2 separate regions of the Mus musculus genome follow, and region 1 is linked to region 2. A link is a contact called in public promoter capture Hi-C data. All regions are on one chromosome and are shown on one strand. Each heading gives the region's core, a stretch centred on a gene start, on an enhancer-like site or on the middle of the called end of the contact. The rest is flanking DNA. Distances are from core to core; before and after follow the strand shown.

Evidence for each region. Capture Hi-C pulls out chosen DNA fragments and counts their contacts.
Region 1: a promoter capture Hi-C map of adipose tissue shows a contact between it and region 2. The contact joins the promoter of Chrnb1 here to the promoter of Cldn7 in region 2. A contact is called at or near these places in 3 of 39 promoter capture datasets (fetal liver, macrophages and stem cell-derived epiblast-like cells), 7 of 484 Hi-C or Micro-C datasets (B cells, the Ba/F3 cell line, CD4 T cells and 4 more), 4 of 115 datasets of contacts at active chromatin or transcription factors (bone marrow-derived macrophages, embryonic stem cells and stem cell-derived neural progenitor cells) and 3 of 9 other capture datasets (adipose tissue, liver and pancreatic islet).

Annotation. Positions count from the first base shown.
Region 1 is chr11:69,793,941-69,797,261 of GRCm38.p6, reverse strand. It overlaps Chrnb1 (cholinergic receptor, nicotinic, beta polypeptide 1 (muscle)), which reads left to right and starts at 1,325. Exons shown (of 11, transcript NM_009601.4): 1 at 1,325-1,440; 2 at 1,528-1,667; 3 at 2,249-2,293; 4 at 3,003-3,112; 5 at 3,270-3,321. The coding sequence starts at 1,383. It overlaps Fgf11 (fibroblast growth factor 11), which reads left to right. Exons shown (of 5, transcript NM_001362623.1): 5 at 1-1,194.
Region 2 is chr11:69,964,085-69,967,481 of GRCm38.p6, reverse strand. Cldn7 (claudin 7) reads right to left here and starts at 2,061. Exons shown (of 4, transcript NM_016887.6): 1 at 1,333-2,061; 2 at 375-539; 3 at 178-262. The coding sequence starts at 1,555.

The sequences.
Region 1 (3,321 bases), core at 76-2,575, 170 kb after region 2:
ACTGATTGGCTCTGAGCTGTGCTTGGTGGCACACACCTGTAATTCAGCACCCGGGAGGCTGAATCAGACAGATCCTGAGTTGGAGGCCATCCTGGGCTACAATAGCAAAACCCTGTCTCAAAAGCCAATACACACACACACATACACACACACACACACACACACACACAGAGAGAGAGAGAGAGAAAGAGAGAGAGAGAGAGAGAGAGAGAGAGAACTAATCAGTACTGAACGGATCAAGAACCACTTCTTGCTTTTCCTAAATAATTTTCTAAAAATAGTCCCTCCAGAATACTAACCTTACTTTTACATGGTTTCTAGTTTCAGCATTCCAACTAGGGTTCTGCCAGGGAGACAAGAGTCTGGGGAAAGATACAGGAATTCTGGAAGAATATACCTGGCTCCTAGAAGGGAAGCTGAGAGGGAGAAAATGCCATGGTATGATTGAACCTGTGTCTGAACACTTAGCTACCTCAGCAGGAATTCCTTCCAGATCCCTTTTAAAGCTGAGGACTTTCGTTCTGATATGGTATGCTGCATCTGTGAGGTAAAGGAGAGGAGGAGAATCAGGAAATAAAAGGCTAGCCTGGGCTACCTAGTGAGGTCAGGGCCAGCCTAGGCTATGTGAGACCCTGTCTCAAACAACAGGAAGCTAAGGTCTACAATGAGAATAACTCTAGAATTAAAAAGGACAAATAGGGACACAGCCTTGACTCCCCCTCACAGCAGAGAGACCCCCAACTCAGCAATAAGTTCAACTTCTCCGAGCCCTCTACAGGTCAGGCTTAGGAAACGAGGAGCCTCTTGGGCTCCCAGACCTCATATGTATCCCCAGAGCTTCTAACTAAATAGAATTTACTTTACTTTACAGCTTTTAAACCTCAGGTGGGTTCTAAGTACCCAAAAAGGACCTGAAAAACGGAGAAAGCCATGGGGAACCTCTAGTAAAATAGGAGGTAGATTCTGAGTCTAGCAGATGTAGGTGGAAACGTCTATTGAGGTCCTAAGGGAGGGGCTAGTGCTCAAAGACAGGTCACTTTTCCTCAGGCCCTTTTACTTCTGGCTTGTTGCAAGAGATGCCCCCCTCCCTCATACAAACCCCGCTCAGGCTCCGCCCATCTCCTGGCACTGCTCTCAGGGGACGGGGTCTCCACTTCATGCTTTCTGTAATTAAAGATGATTTATACAACCGGAGTGTTATCTGACATTTGTGAGTGGAGGGCGACTGCAGTTGCTCCGGGCGGGACCAAGTCCCGAGGGCGGGGCGGGTGGGCTGGCGTCTGGTCCCCCGACAACAGGTGCACATTCCTGGGCGCCTCGTCACTTCCCCTGGCCTGAGGCCGCTATCCGGACAAACTTCACTGAGCGAAAGAGGCAGGGCCATGGCCTTAGGGGCGCTGCTTCTGCTTCTAGGGGTACTCGGGACGCCCCTCGCCCCAGGTAAGTCAGTTTGGGTCTCCAAGAGGCAGTGATGAGCAATGGTCACGGCCAGCCCCGGGAGCGTCACTTAGTGCTTTCCTTCGTCAGGCGCCCGCGGGTCGGAAGCCGAAGGCCAACTGATTAAGAAACTTTTCTCCAACTATGATAGCTCGGTGAGGCCGGCGCGGGAGGTGGGAGACCGCGTCGGGGTCAGCATCGGCCTCACCCTGGCGCAACTCATCAGCCTGGTGAGAGCGGCACTGCGGGTGGAGTCGCTGGGCAGGACCGACTGGGGGCGTGGCTTTAGACGCTGCCCAGAAGATCGACAGCCTGGGGGCGGGCGGGTTATGCTAAGAGGCAGACAAGCCTTTGGCGGTGATTGGGTAAAAATCAGACCAATGAACTAGTTCATGGGCGAGGCCTCTATGATAGGTACAGAATACTGTTCTGCTAACTCGCCTGTGGGCGGGTTTTGAGGCGGAGCTGGGGCAGAAGGACCTGCTACCGGGAGGACCTCGAGGCGGGGCTGTGTAATATTCTAGCAAAGTCCAGCAGAGCTTGGTACCTAAGCAGTCAATAAACAACTCTGAGCGGAGATTCAGAGTTGTATCCATTAGACGCCGGGCGTGGCCCGTGACTTAACCTCGACGTAAAAGAAAGGAAAGCAGGCACCAAGGCTGGTGTTTCGAGATTGATATGAGATGGAGTTTGCACCCAAGAAGGTGCAATTTAGAGAAAGGGACTAGAGATTCCATGGAGAAAGTAACTCACCGAACCCTCGTTTCCACCCACTTCATTTCACTTCTGCCTTTTAACTTTTCCATTCTAGAACGAGAAGGATGAAGAAATGAGCACAAAGGTGTACTTAGACCTGGTATGGAGACCTCGTGGGTTAGGGAAAGGCACCCTGTTTCCTTTATATTAATCTCCTGGAGTCCTCATCCCAGTAAGATTTTTTTTTAATAGTAACTCACAACGTACACATATAATAACTGAAACAGAATTTTCGATCAACAAATTTAAGATACAAGTTTGGGGATCACTAATTTGAATTCCCATCCTTGAAAGATCCTGAACTGCATGCAGGTTGAACATCACTTTAGGGTGGCTAGTTCAATCTCTTCAGTTATTTCTTAAATTATTCTATTTTTATTTTATGTGAATGGGTGTTTTGCTTGCATATGTCTGTGAAGCACATGCATAACTGGTGTCCGTGGAAGCCAGAAGAGGGCCCCTGTTCTCCTGGAACTAGAGTTACAGATGTTTGGGCCTTCCACGTAGGTGCTCGGAATCTATTTTGGGTCCTCTGGAAGAGTAGCCAGTGCCCTTAACCAATGAGGTATCTCTTTAGGCCCCTTCTTCGGTTTGAGACTGAAAAAAGAGAGTTCAGTCCAGGGCTCGGGACTGGGCGGAGGAAACCAGTTGACGTGAATCCCAGACAGTGACAGCATAGCCAGAACCTTTTTTCCTTTTCTCAGCCCTGTGCTTCTCCCCTTTGCACCCTCTTCCTGGCATTCTTTCTGACACCTCAAGCCTCTCCCAGCCCTTTAGCCTGAACAGCCCTTTAGCCTCTGCTTCCTTAGGAGTGGACCGACTACAGGTTAAGCTGGGACCCCGCAGAACATGATGGCATCGATTCTCTCCGCATCACTGCTGAATCCGTTTGGCTCCCTGATGTGGTGCTGCTGAACAAGTAGGGTCTTTCTAAAGCCTGGGCGGGGTTGAGGCATGAGGGGATTAGGGTAAGCCATGGTGTGTGTGTGTGTGTGTGTGTGTGTGTACCATCGGGGAAGGGGCAGGGTCTCCGGGGGACAGATCCAGATCCCATATGAAAAATCTCTTCCCTTTAGCAATGACGGAAATTTCGACGTTGCCCTGGACATCAATGTTGTGGTATCTTTC
Region 2 (3,397 bases), core at 812-3,311:
TTCAAGACAGGGTTTCTCTGTGTAGCCTTGGCTGTCCTGGAACTCACTTTGTAGACCAGGCTGGCCTCGAACTCAGAGATCCGCCTGCCTCTGTCTCCCAAGTACTGGGATTAAAGGCGTGTGCTACCACGCCCAGCATAATCTGGTTCTTACTGGTTCTTTAGACTGGAGACTTACTTAACGTTCATGGGCGTCAAGGGGTTATAAAAGTCTGTGACAATCTGATGACCAATCCAGGAACATGCTACCAAGGCAGCAAGACCTAGAAAGAGAAAGAAGATTCTGGTATTGGGTGTCCAGACCAAGATCTTGACTATGCTCTTCTGGGTGAAAGACTGAGCCCCTTGGTCCCACCCTGGACCCTTGAGGCTCACCTGCCACAATGAAAACAATGCCTCCAGTCATAGCTATTCGGGCCTTCTTCGCTTTGTCATCTCCCCCACAGCGTGTGCACTTCATGCCCATCGTGGCGACAAACATGGCTAAGAAGCCCAACACCAGGGACACCACCATTAAGGCTCGAGTGGCCTGCAGGGCTCCTGCAGGGGAGGAAGGCGGCGGTCATTGCTGGAAATGGCAGGTAGCCTTAGGATGGCGCCAGCCTTAGTGCTGCAGACCGCGCCCACTAACCCCTGGACCGTGGTCCGCCTGTCTGGTTCCGCCGGCAGCCTGGGGCCCCCTAGTCCAAGGCAGGCCTTGTGCAGACGGTTCCCGCCCCCATCCCGCCACCAAGTCCTTTCCGCTCCCCGCCCCGCCCTGCGCTCCAGAACCCGCCCGGGGCGCCAAGGTTTCGATGAAACCGTTCCAGGTAGGGGGGAAGGGAGAAAGGGGGCGAAAGAGAAGTGCAGGTGGCGGCTAAGGCCCTCGCTCCAGCCACACCAGCCGGCGCGTGTCCTAGCTTTGGCCCCGCTATCGAGGCCACCGAGTTTGTGGCTTCAGCTAATCGGCCGATAAGATTAGAGGCCACAAGTACGGTCCCACGTCTAACGAGGGCACGATTCCGCGGCCCTGAGAACCTCCGTCCCTCTTCTCCTTTTGTCCAGAGAAAGAAGCAGGGGAAGAGAGAGACCACTGACTGCCAGGGGTTGGGGGGTGCTTCGCCCAGGAAACCCCCCCAAAAAAAATCTGGGCAGAGGGGCGTGGACCCACGTGGGACACCCAGATCAGATCCCAGGCACGCTCTCTCTCTGTCCCACCGACTGAGCCCAAGGCGTCCACTTCCTCCTCCCTGGCAACCCCGGGCGCCGGGCAGTGCGGCCTGGGCCCTGCCCCACACCCAACCCGGCCACCTTGACCCTGGGCACGTCCGCCCCGTCGGTCCCACGGCCTTACCCGGCAGGGCGAGCACCGAGTCGTACATTTTGCAGCTCATCATGCCGGTGCTCTGCGTGACGCACTCCATCCAGAGCCCCTTGTACATGGCCTGGGCTGTGATGATGTTGTCGCCCGCATAGGAGCTCATCTGCCACTGAGGGATGGCAGTGCTCGCTATCAGGCCCACCCAGCCAAGCATGGCCATTGAAAAGCCCAGCAGTTGCAGGCCCGAGTTGGCCATTTCCTTGTCTCAGAAAAGACGGGACGCGCCGGGAGGGCGACCCTACAGTAAAGCAAAAAAACAAAAAAACAAAAATCCGGGGAGCAGCAACACAAGAAAATTTGGATAGAGATTTAAGTCACCCAAAGGAGAAAAAGATTTTTTTTTGGACCGGGTAACTACAAATCTTGTTAACCGAGGTAAACACAAATCGTCCCCTCCGGTGAAGCGACACTCTCACAGCAGAGGGAACCGGCTTCGCCCGAAGGACTGGTTCCAGACAAAAGCGGTCCCCGAAGGCCGGGCGGTTCCTACCGGCGTGCTCCGAGACTACCCAAAGAAGTGGAGGGGCCGTTAGGGCGTGGCCCCCAGAAAGTATGCGGGCCCTTGGGCCCCAGGCTGCGGTGCGCGGCACAGGGAGCTGGCGGTGCGGCGGCAGGTGCGGGCGAGCAGGTGCGGCGCACCTGAGTATATATATGCAGGACGTCGGGGACGCGCCCCCGCAGGCACCCGGAGCGCTGCAACTTGGGCGGGACCAGAGGGGCAGTCGAGTGACCTGACGTCACTGAAGGGACACTCACCTGAACCGGAAGTCTTGGCCCCTACCCCCTCCTCGTCCAGGTGAAGAGGAAGAAACCTGAGCTCCAGGGTCACGCCCCTTCATTTGCCTGGCTCTAACCGTTGATGGGAAATAGGCGACGGCTTCTCAGAAGTCCCTGGGGTCGGAGTCTGCCCTGCAGACTCCAAGTGGCCCCTTCCTCTCCTTTCCATACAGGTGCGCCTGGGTCGCTGCGGAGCCAGTACCCTCAGACGCCCCTGGAAAGGCTCCTCGCCATCCTTCCCCTGCAGGTTTCGGCGCGTGCCACTTGTCCAGCCCGACTTTCGTCTCCACTCTCAGCTCTTTTTTTCTTTAGTCTCCTACCAAGGCCTGTCTCATCATCAGGGGCCCTAACCCATTACGGTAAAATCACCCGTGCTGCATGCACCCTTCTAGGAATTTCTACTCTCAGACAGTCTAGCAACCTACCGCTTCACCGCTCAAGCCCTCCACAAGACACGGCTCTCCGACAGTCCTCCCACAGGCCTGGTCCCAGGACCAGGTAGGTACAGGACTTAGCACCTGAGCCTGTCAGTGTCTCCTCCAACATAGAGGCTCCTTCTACCCGAAGGAGTTTTCCGAGGGTGGGGAGAAGGGTAAGACCTAGGTCAGAGAGTCTGACACGACACGCCCAACATTCCCCTCCCCAGGTTGTCATTTCTGGTTTACCTTCATTTTCCTCACTTCCTTCTCCATCCACACACTTTCTCTTTCCTTCATTCTGAGCTTCCGGGGACCTGTTTGTGTGCCCTTTCGGTGCCCTCCGACCCACTCTAGCATCTTAATTCATCCCTTAGAAAGTCTAGCTTAAGGCTGGGGAGATGGCTCAGGGGTTAAGAGCACTGACTGCTCTTCCAAAGGTCCTGAGTTCAAGTCCCAGTAAACACATGGTGGCTCACAACCATCCATAATGAGATCTTGACACCCTCTTCTGGTGTGTCTGAAGACAGCTACAGTGTATTTAAATATAATAATAAAATCTTAAAAAAAAAAATAGAAAGCCTAGCTCAGCCTCCACTCCTTCCAGCTTTCCCAGAACTTTGACCATCCTTCCTCCCAGCTTGGCTTCTAAGGTTCTCATTTATCTTTCCCCTTTTCCTGCCTTCTGCATTTTTATTCACCCCCCCCAACACACACACACACACACACACACACACACACACACACACACACACTTCCAGACTAAGGTTGCTCCCTCCAGACCCTTGGAGCCCAGTAGCCCAGTGTGTCCATCACTGCCCCCCTGAACTCTTTCTAGTTCTTTC